Linked DNA regions of Sus scrofa: region 2 is linked to region 1. A link is a contact called in public HiChIP or PLAC-seq data. All regions are on one chromosome and are shown on one strand. Each heading gives the region's core, a stretch centred on a gene start, on an enhancer-like site or on the middle of the called end of the contact. The rest is flanking DNA. Distances are from core to core; before and after follow the strand shown. Region 1 overlaps RCBTB2 (RCC1 and BTB domain-containing protein 2). Region 2 overlaps ITM2B (integral membrane protein 2B).

Region 1 (5,696 bases), core at 2,337-4,836:
ATGTGAAAAGAGTATTGCTTTAGAATTAAAAGGAACTGAGTTTATGGAAAAACACTCAGATGGTAAAAGAATCAGTTCTGAGGGGAAAAAAGGAAATTCCTCATAGATTCATCATAGTACATTTGCATAATAAGAGAAATGAGAAAAAAAATTGTAAGCAACCTGAAAGAAATATATAGGAAAAAAGGAAATTCCTCATAGATTCATCATAGTACATTTGCATAGTAAGAGAAATGAGAAAAAAATTGTAAGCAACCTGAAAGAAATATATGTTATTATAAAGAAATGAAATTTAAATTCACTGCACATGACTCGGCAACAATAGACGCCAATTACCAATGGTGTGTTATCTTCAAAGTATTAAGAGTAAAATAAATGCCAACCTGCAATTTTATATTAATCGAAACTGTCCTTTAAACGTAAGGACAAAATGAAGAACTTTTGAAATTGATAAAATCTGAGCTTACACTCAGAGGTTAGTACTGAGTGCTTAACTATGGGATGCAATTATGTTGGAACGAAATTGGACTCAAAGTGAATATAGGATTACAGGAAGCAAAGAAATTGGAGAGCTTGTTGGTATATCCAATGAATTATTAACTACAAAAAGGGAACAATTTTCACGTGTTTCAAGGGAATACAGAACCACAAAAAAGATCACAGGATGGAAGATTGGCAAGCAGGGAGAAAACTGGAATTAAAGCATAAGAATGGCACGTAATTCAGTATAAGGATCAAGATATCATTAACATTTCAGTTACCACTTGTTATGTAGCAGAATACCCAACGTATTTGACGCTTAAAGCAACAATCATTTTATTTGCTCATAATTCTGGGGGTAAATGGGTTTTTTCACTCACTTGTCTAGTACCTGTACTACTATAGCTCAAACTTCTGGTGCTGGCTAGAACACTCAAGGTTATATGCTGGAACCTTCTTGCCCTCAACTCAGTTCTCTTCCATGTAGTCTCAAGGCTAACCCCTCTCCATGTGGCTTTCCAGCAGGATATCCAGACTTCTTACATGTAAGTTCAGAGCACCCAAGAGTATAAAAGCAGAAGCTATCTGACCTTTAAAAATCTTAGCTCAAGACCTAACATAGGAGTTCTTGTCATGGCGCAGTGGAAACAAATCCGACTAGGAACCTCGAGGTTGCGGTTCGATCCCTGGCCTTGCTCAGTGGGTTAAGGAACTGGTGTTGCCGTGAGCTGTGGGGTAGATCTGGCATTGCTGTGGCTCTGGCATAGGCTGGCAGTAACAGCTCCGATTAGATCCCTAGCCAGAGAACCTCTATATGCCTCAGGTACAACCCTAAAAAGACAAAAGACAAAAAAAATAGACCTAACATAGCATCACTCTGCCACATCCCAATGGTTAAAGACAGCCCCGCCCAAGAGCATGATACCCAGAGGCATTTTTCAGCTGATAATTGATATTTATCAAAAATATACCACAAATATCATACTCAGGGAAACATAAACATTCTGTTTAGTCAGGAACATGACAAGGATGCCACAATTACCGATTCTATCCAACTCAGTTCTAGAGGTCTTAGCCAGAGCTAAAAGTAGGAAAAATAAATGAAATAGAAGGGAAAAAACATGATTTCCAGAGAATTGGATTGTCCAAACAACATTCAAGAGACTCCACAAACTATTCAAGCTTATAAAAGAGTCCAGCAAGATGGTGTGTTACTAGAGCAAAATAAAAAATTCAGTGGCCTCCCAGTACACAAGCAACAACCAATTAAAATGAAAATTTTTTTCCATTTACAAAAGTAACCTAGGAATACAACTAACATGGAAGATAATGAAAATACTTATGAAAAATATTACAATGTATTACTTAGTAACATAGAAGAACACCCAGGAGTTCCCTGGTGTCCTCGTGGTTAAAGATCTGGTGTTGCCACTGCTCTGGCTTGGGTCACTACTGTGGCTCAGGTCACTGCTGTGACATGGGTTTGATCCCTGACCGAGGAACTTCCACACACCTATCTGAGGCCTAAAGAAAAAGACCTAAATAAATGGAGAGTTAGACTATGCTCATGGCTGGGAAGACTCAGTGTCATAAAGAGGTCAATTCTTCCCCCTAATCTACACATTCATGCTTTGTTCTGGGCTTTGACAGGCTGAGCATAAACTTCAAGCAAATAATAAAGGGTCAAGAACAGCTGACAATTTTTTTGATGGAAAACCATAAGAAGAAAAAGAGTATAGAAAGATTACCTTTTCAGATATCAATACTTACTATAAAGCTATAGAAAGTAAAACAATGTGGCATTGACAAAGGCAAAAAAAAAAAAAAAAAAAAAAAAAAAAAGAGACCAATTAACCAGGAAAAGAAGTACAGAAAAGAAGCTTGGCAAGTGTGGACATTTAGAAGATAACGGAAATGTCATCGCAACTCTGTGTAGACAAGATTGCTATTCAATAAATGATGCAGAAACAGAATGTTATCATAGGGAAAAGGTTAGACCTTCATCTTGTACCATATGCATGCTCAATTCCAGATGAATTAAAGACTCAAATGTGAAAACTAACCCTTGAAAATTTATAGGAGATAATGTGGAATAATGTCTTTGTGACCACAGGGTAGAATGAATTCCCATACAAGACTCGAAAATCACAGGTCATAAAGGAAATACAGTCAAATTTGAATATTTTCTAATTTAAAACCTCTTCGAAACAAAAGATTCTGAAAGACAAGCCAGTGCTTCAGAGAAGATACAACACGTCTAACCATAATGCAATAGTCAAACTATATGAAAAACTTCTACAAAATGGGAGGAAAAGTCAAATAACCATTAGCTAACTGGGAATGATATAAAGAGTATGTTCAAAAAATGCATGAATATGAGTACAAAAAGATGTTCAAACTGATCAGTAATCAAGGCAATGCAAATTAAAACAAGGGTATATCTTTTCAGACCCATCAGATTGGCAAGATTTCTGATACCACGTGTTGGTCTGGATGAGGAAATTCTTGTACAGCGTTGGCAAGTGGAAACTGATACAAACAAATGATTTGAGAAATAACTGGGCACTGTCTGATAAAACGGAAGTTACACATGCCCTAAAATCCAGCAATTCTAATTTTCAGTGTATAACCTAGAGAAAATTTTGCACAGTACTTAGGAGATGTGTAAATGGGTTTTCATCACATCAGTGCTTGCAATAATGAAATATTGAAAATAACTTAAATGTTCATCAATTGGAAAATAGATCATTGTGATATGATCCATAGGAACCATATGAAATTGCTGCGATTCAACCATTTCGATATGGTTCAACTTAATAAATTTATAAAACTCCGTATTATATAGGAGCCAGGTGAGCTAGATCGAGATGATTCGCCATGGGTAAATCTCAAAAACAAAATATTAAGTGAAAAGGCCATGCTATAGGATGTATGATATAACTGCAAGCACATTCAAGTAAACATCAACTTCCTTAAGATAGAATATCTATTCGCAACAATAACTAGAAAGTTTTCTAAAAAATTGAGGTCTTTCTGAAGATAACAAAAGAATTTGTTGACAATCATATGATTTTCTGCTCATACTGAAAGTAGCAGTTCCCCAAAAGGGAAACCACAGTGCTTTACATAAGAAAATAGACCCCGGGCAGCCCAAAATTTAAAATATCCACTGTACCATTATAGTTCCTTTGATTTCAGTTTATTTCTGATTTTCTTGGTGATCCATTACTGGCTGTTAATCCAAAGAGAAGACAGTAAATAATTTTATGCAGAAGGCAAAAGAAAAAAAAATCTCCAGAGCTAGAAAAAGAGAGATGGTATCAACTGAAAAATTTTATTTCAACATTCTCCACTCCTTTCTCGGAAGTCCTATGTACTTCCTAGAATACTAAATTGTTTTAAGTGAAAATTAAGATTGACAAACTTACTCTGTTGTTCCTCTTCTTTTCTTTGTTCATGTGGTTAGTGACCCATGCATGAAATTTTAAAAAGTTGTGCTCTAGTCCTTAGTGACGTTAAGGGAAAATACAATAGTGCCACCAATGTGAACGAATTTTATTTGTTTGCAAATCTAAAATCCATTACTTGTTCCCCATTATATATAACCCCCAAATCTAAACTGCTCAGCATAGAGTTCAAGGCCTTCTTGCTATGATTTCAATAGAGGGGGTGATATCTCCTCTGGCATCAGTTAAAATAGGTTCAGCTACAATGTGCAGATGGTTTGTAAGAAGACAGAAGCTGGCAACTCTCCAGTTGTCAGACACCCAGTCTCCTTCTAATCTGTTGCTCTGCCGTCCTCCAAATGGGACGTCCATCTTGTGGTCCAAGAGGCTGCCCTAGATCCTGCCATCACATCCACATGCCGGCCAATGAGAAGGAGGAAAAGTGGAAGAGAAGATATATCCTCCACCTCTAAGGACACGTTCCCGAAGTTGCACACACCATCTTATGCTTACATCTCATTGTCCAGAGCTTAGCCATATGCTGCATCTAGCTTCAACGCCAGCTGGTAAATGTAGCTTCTATTCTAGGTGCTTCACACCCATCTAAATGTGGGGGTGTCTATTACTGAGAAGAAAAGAACTGATGTTGTGGCAACAACCAGTAGCTTCTGCCACACTGCCTTCCTCCCCCTCTTCTCCTCCAAATGGGGGAATACTAACTTGACTCCCAAACATTGACTGGGTTGTGTTTAATCTTGGGCAGAACCCCTGCAGAGTAAAAGGTGTGAATGCATGGATGTAGCCCTTTCTTGGCTGTTGTGCTCCATTTCACCCTTCCATGCAGCTGAATCGGTAAACTGATAAAGGCTCGGTCTAAGGAATGGCCAAGTGTCTTTGTCTCTGACCCCTCTCTCTTCACTTACAAGTGTGTGAACACTTTCATTGCTCCTATGGCAGCTGGTGGCTGGTGGCTCGCCTTGGGCATAGGAGGTGTGAATTGCAGACTTCATTTCACTTGACTAGAAAGTTAAGCCTTAAGGATTAGAGGCTTGAGATCTGGTAATATGTAAAATAAAATGGATACTTTGGTATTAGTTTTAAAGAAAAACTACCTAGAATAGACATCAGAGCTTCAAAGAGATGCTTGGATTAAAGATGGTAGCGAGATTGCTCTGCGTAACAGAAGCAACCAAAGGGGCTGAAGGCTGCGAGGTAAAAGAATCAGAAGGAACCACCTCCATCAGGATGGGAACAGAGACGAGAAGCCCCCACTGGGGTTTGCTGGCTGCGTGCAGTGGATATACCTCATCAACCTCCTCTTTTTTTTCTTTGAAACATTCAGAAAACTCTACATTGTTCACTAAGGGTTTGTATGAGTAGATTCTGAAAGAGAAGCAATGAGAGGTGACAGTTTGTATTCTGTCTCTTGCAAGTTCAGAAACCCAAGACTAACTTCAGGAAGAGAGAGACAGGAATATGGAAGAGAAAGCATGTGGGCCTATAAAACTGGGAAGTCAGGGATGGATTTGGATTTAGGTATAATCACTAATATTATTTTCTCTCTCACTTTCATCTCTCTTGTTTCTCCAACCCCAACCTTACCTCCCTCTCTTTCATTCTCTGTCTGCCTCTGCTTCCCTCTGTCTGTTGGTCTCTCTCTTTTGCTTTCCACTAAAAACAGGCTTCCTCTGTGCAGCTGGGAAGGCACTCGCTGGCAGCACCAGATTCAAATTGTGTGCTTTAAATATATGTGCAGGAGTTCCCATCGTG
Region 2 (5,696 bases), core at 1,939-4,438, 280 kb after region 1:
ATGAGGTTGCGGGTTCGATCCCTGGCCTTGCTCAGTGGGTTAACGACATGGCGTTGCTGTGGCGTAGACTGACAGCTGCAGCTCCGATTAGACCCCTAACCTGGGAACCTCCATATGCCACGGGTACTGCCCTAAAAAACAAACGAAAAACCCCCAACCTGACATAGTACATATAGCAGAACAGAAATACTTAGGGCTGGCTGACAAAATGAATTTTAAGAAATGCAGACCTAGGAGTTCCCGTCGTGGCTCAGTGGTTAACGAATCCGACTAGGAACCATGAGGTTGCGGGTCCGATCCCTGGCCTTGCTTAGTGGGTTAAGGATCCGGTGTTGCCATGAGCTGTGGTGTAGGTTACAGACATGGCTCAGATCTGGTGTTGCTGTGGCTCTGGTGTAGGCCGGCAGCTACAGCTCCTATTAGACCCCTCGCCTGGGAGCCTCCATATGCCGCGGGAGAGGCCCAAGAAATGGCAAAAAGATGAAAAAAAAAAAAAAAAAAAAACAAGAAAAAAGAAAAAAGAAAAAAAGAAATGCAGACTTAGATGGACTGACTCTTGCAGTTATTTCTCCCAGCATAAAGATGATTCCTGTTCCTCTTCTGGATGCTGCAGTAAGTGATTTACTTAGCAATGCAACTTAGCTTTTTGGCTTTCATATTAAATAATTTTTAAACATCATAATCATATTTAAAGCAGAGAAAACTATCCAAGAATTAAAGCTTTATTCTAAACCTATTCTGCAAAACACATGCTTAAGTTTTTAAAAATAATCTTGGCATTACAAGTTAAACATTCAAATATATAAAACGCCATTAAAACTTCTCATTTTTTAAAATATGAAATTCAACCATGCCAAAAAAGGCTTATGCAGCTATTTCAAAAGTATTAAATACCTAACTCCATACCTAGTGTTAATATCCCAAATAAACTCCCTACATATTTCACTTGAAAATGTTTAGGATTTATAAATTGAGCAAATTTAATTTCAACATTAATTTCTCTTCTCACAAATATACATTAGCTCTAAGTTATACAAGCAACATTAAAAGATAAGTACTAAATGACAAATTAAAACATCCCTCTATCATAAAAACAAGAATAATGTTTTCATTTCTGAAACTCAAGACTGAAATTCCTGTTTAAAAATAAAAAGCCTATGCTAATTCTTACTTGATTTTCCCGAATGGCAGAATTATAGAAATATTTCATAAAGTTCTTTTTCTCCTCTGATAAATTAAGAAGCTCAAAAAATCTTCAATCATTTAAAACTGTTGGTAACACATAAATAGGATTATACTGCAGATTTCTTTAAAGCTATTAAGTATATGTATCATAAATACTGATTAAAGGGGATAATCACAATTAAATGATTTTTTAATGATGTTCTTAGGGTCATAGCTATAAACAATATTTCTAACTTTCAACTTTCAGTCATCTACCCTATAAAACTTTCACTGTTAAGCTCTTTGCAAAGAAAATAAGAGAGCCAGGAAATAACTCTTTACACATAAGCTTCTTGAAAACATAGCTCCAGTGTTACAACTTTCTATAGACAAAAACCATCACATTCATAAATTCAGCACCATCAAATTCAAATCCTTTATTTTAAGGGGAAGCAGTTACGGCCTGAAAAAGTCCTTTGACGGCAAAGTCCTTAACTCCTTTAGTCTAAGAAGTAATAAAAAGTGCCAAAGTTTAAGAGGATGGATTCACTGATGTCATTTTGAAGACAAATTTTCTGGCTTTTCGTCTACTGACATCATGATATACAAAGGAATCTAAGAAGTTTTAGTTACAGTATGAATTCAGAAAGCATTTTCCTTTTGGAAAAAGAAAATGCCTTTTAAACAGACACTCTGGATATTTAAGGTATGGTATGAAAGAACAAATAAGAGAAATAAAATGTCCCACCTTACATCAAGCTTTGGCAATATCCAATGAAAACTTTTTTTTTTTTTTGCTTTTTAGGGCCGCACCCATGGCATATGGAAGTTCCCAGGCTAGGGGTGGAATTGGAGTTACAGCTACTAGTGACCTACACCACAGCTCACAGCAACGCCAGAGCCTTCACCCACTGAGCGAGGCCAGGGATTGAACCCACAACCTCATGGTTGTTAATCAGATTCATTTCTGCTGCGCCACAAGGGGAACTCCCAGTGAAAACTTTCTAATTCTAAATCAATTTTAAAAGGCCTGTCCCATGTGTTCCAAAAGTATTAAAACAATACTTCTATTCACTCAAACTTCTTACATGGCAGAGCTGAATTCCATCATGTCTTACAGATTTATGACTTTGCCAAGAATAATATACTTCTTCTGTCTCATCCGAAGAAAATATACTTAAGATGACACTGGGAAGACCCCAAGCAGGTGACATGTCTCCACCTGCAACCTTGTCCAATTTCTGCAGCAGCAGCAGGAGCCCATGAGGCACGTGCACACAGGAGGTCCTGCCAAGTCACTCGGTATGCACAGGGCCGATTAATTCATCTCCCAGCACGAACCCCCCATCGCAGACCTCAATACCCTCATGCAGAACTGAACTGCGGTTTTTCCACTGGCCAATGTTTACAAGCACGAAATTACACAACTGGGTAATGATACGCACTTTTGTTAAAAGGAACAAAGCTCCCAATCCCTGCTCTAAAGACGGAAACATTTCAGTAAATGTCATCATATTTGATGTTCCTCCTCCTCCTCCCCTGAACCCCAAGCCGAAAAATAGGAAGAACACCAGCACCAGCGAAAAGCTAAATTACCAAACCCATCAGCCCTGCTTATGCAAACGGAAATGCCAGAAAGCGGAAAGGACTGGGATCCAAATAGCCATTTTGTGATGCATAACTTAGAACTTGCCGAGTTAGCAGCCCTTCACTTCTTAGGCGTCCCTCCTGCCCCACCGTCTCCCCTCCAAGAGCACTTTACTTTCCTCTTCCTTTTAAGGATGTCTACAACTACACCCCCAATGCAGGGCTGAGGAGAAGCAACACTCTCAGCAAAACAGCTTGCAGGGGTAACTACGAAGCAAACTTGACCTTCTTCGAGGCCTGACCTTGGGAAAGGCATTTCCTAACGAGGCATGACAACAAAGAATTATTGACAACTACTGTTCTACAGGGAGGTTAACCCAAAAGGAAAATTTAGCTGATTACATAATACCTCTATCTATCTCCTTTCTCTGTGACCCACGGCTACTAATATGAGGAAGGAATGTAACAAGCCGATCAGGGGGAGGAAGAAGGGCAACAGTCTGGATAGGGTGAGGAGGTAGTTGTTATTTTTCACAGTGAAAACAATTCGATTCCTGCCAAATATAATTATGTAATTCTAGCATTTTCATAGAATTTTAAAATGGGAAGAGTCCTTTATAGACCATCTGGTCCTAGCCCGTCATCTTAGAGATAAAGAAATCTGAAAACTTAAGCCCAAGATCAAGCAGTTGGAGAATGACAAAATTGGGACATCAGACTCAGGACACTGAATATTTTCTTTGATACGTGCACCTATGTGACAAACCATTTTCCAAAGTTAAAGACACAAACACTCATGAATGAACGGCCGCCTAGAACATAAACCATGCATATAATTTCAAATTCACCTCTGTTATACGAAACAGAGGTCGTGCTCTACACCTCTGATAGCTCTGTGCCAATTAGGACAGGTGCAGGAAGGGGAAAACAGTTAAAGAGAAACATGTGGGGAAAGGTTACAACCGAGGTAGTTGAAATAATACAATCAAGATATGGCTGTTGGGGTTAATAGCTACTGAAAAGATAGCTTTGAAAAATGGGGAGACGGACCTGTTTCCAGAGGTTTCTCACCCTGCAGTGAGAAAGAGCTAAAGAAATAGCAAAAGACAGCAGCAGTGTAAAAGTATTGGAATGGGTGTTACATAAGCCAGCTGACTGGAGTGATGAGAATTTTTATGGCATAAGGCTTGAAAAATCTGCATTTTAAAACCAGAATTCCAGATGACCCCAGAGCAGGCGATCCTTAGAGTGCGTTTTGCGATACCATGGCCTTCGGAATACTGTGGTCAAGGAGAGTTAAAGGTATTCTAAGTTCTTGTTCTGGAGTTCTGGCTCCTAACTAGCTTAACTGGATCCTCTCGACCAACCAGGCAAGGAAATGCCCTAGGCAAACACAGGAAGGCTGATTCTGTGCAGAACTCAGAGACTAACTCAGCGGTTACCATATCGTCACCCCAAAGAACCAGAGAACATTATGTAATCACGGCCCAGGATCTCAGATGAAGAGATGGCAAATTCTTTCATGACCGTCTGTTATTAAGGTCTTCATTTACTGTTAAGATACTGATTATAAGGATTCCACTTTTAATGCAGAGCACTATTTTGTCACTCACTGAAGAAATCTTTGAGCGTATAGCTAGAAAAAGATTTCGTCATTGCATTATCTGCCAAATCCATCCACGACTGCTATGTGGTTATAAAGGAAGGAAGACTCGGGCTCTCACAGCTTAATTCCAATATTTTAATTTGGATATGGAGATCTGGGAAAACAAAGCACGGAGCTATGAATGGTTACTCTTACTGCTGCTCTGACCATAATATTTGGATACGGTGGAACTTTGAGAAATTTTGAAAATGTGCAGTCCCCATTTCAGAAATGATAGAAAATGTGAAAAGTCACATTTAAAGCTGTCCAGTAAATTAACTCTGATTTCAGTTCAGAGTGTCAAATCTCCTTCACTACAGGACAGGGAAAAGCTTTCTGAAGTAACACCATCCGATGCTTTCTCTATTTTTTAAATGGGAGGAGTTATATATGTTTATAGGATTTTTGAAAAGATGGACAAAGGATTAAAATCTACCTAATCTCTATATATATAAGTATTTCAGTCTGTTATGACCAGGCACTTGACCACCTATCTATTTTAGGTACAATGAATGTTAGATAAACATAGAGCTAAGATAATAATTTGCTGCAGGAATTATCCTCTGTGGATTCCAAACATTTTCTCTTAAGACCAGGACTATTTGCAATGGATTCAGGAAAACAATACCAATACCAAAACTCTTAATCCTTTTAGGGAATCAGTCCACTTCCTATTTCAGGGCAAGGCAGTCATTTAAAACTCAACTCCTCGTGTTTGTGTTTTTAACTAGAATATTTCCAAAAAATGAGTACAGGCACGTCCAAACCAACATGTTATTTTTCACACACTTTCTTACAGTGTGTTTTCCTTTGAATAGCAGTAATTTTCATCAGACCATATAAAAAATGCTTATTACTCATACCTGCACAAACTATTTTTTTAAAGGTAAAACTCAGTTTTAACTTAGTTAAAACACCCTACTTATAACAGGTCTGGAAAAATGCTAACGAAAAATTCAGAAATAAACGATGCAACCTAAATAACTTCTACAATTAATTTCTCTAGGATTAAATTTTAGCAGCCTAAAAGATCTGGTAGAAAGAGGCTGTGAGGCTTTCCTATTTAACTTCTGCGACAATTACCATCATGTCTCAAATGATATTGTAAGCACTAAAACTTAGCACAATTACGGTTCCTTTCGTCATTTTTGCTTAGGGCTAAAAGAGAGATTTTTCTAAAATTAAGGACCATTTAAAAAGGGACATAGGACAAGTTTCTTAACGTTTAGTTTCACTTAGCGTAAGGGGTTCTCGTAAAGATACTGATATAATTTAAAATTAATTGTCGGTTTTGCACTAA

What was found. HiChIP or PLAC-seq counts read pairs in DNA pulled down with a chosen protein or histone mark.
Region 2: an H3K27ac HiChIP or PLAC-seq map of alveolar macrophages shows a contact between it and region 1. The contact joins two enhancer-like sites. A contact is called at or near these places in 2 of 5 promoter capture datasets (fetal liver and liver) and 2 of 2 datasets of contacts at active chromatin or transcription factors (alveolar macrophages and skeletal muscle).

The regions. Positions count from the first base shown.
Region 1 is chr11:19,091,320-19,097,015 of Sscrofa11.1, forward strand. All of the region lies in intron 1 of RCBTB2 (RCC1 and BTB domain-containing protein 2), which reads left to right. Among named protein-coding and RNA genes, the nearest start is that of RCBTB2, 12 kb to the left of the region's middle. Within about 2 kb of position 3,587, at least 1 of the 83 cell types and tissues checked has an H3K27ac peak or open chromatin away from gene starts, as enhancers often do. A contact at or near this core is called in alveolar macrophages, where this site is marked.
Region 2 is chr11:19,371,188-19,376,883 of Sscrofa11.1, forward strand. All of the region lies in intron 1 of ITM2B (integral membrane protein 2B), which reads right to left. Among named protein-coding and RNA genes, the nearest start is that of ITM2B, 3.7 kb to the right of the region's middle. Within about 2 kb of position 3,189, at least 28 of the 83 cell types and tissues checked have an H3K27ac peak or open chromatin away from gene starts, as enhancers often do. A contact at or near this core is called in alveolar macrophages, where this site is marked.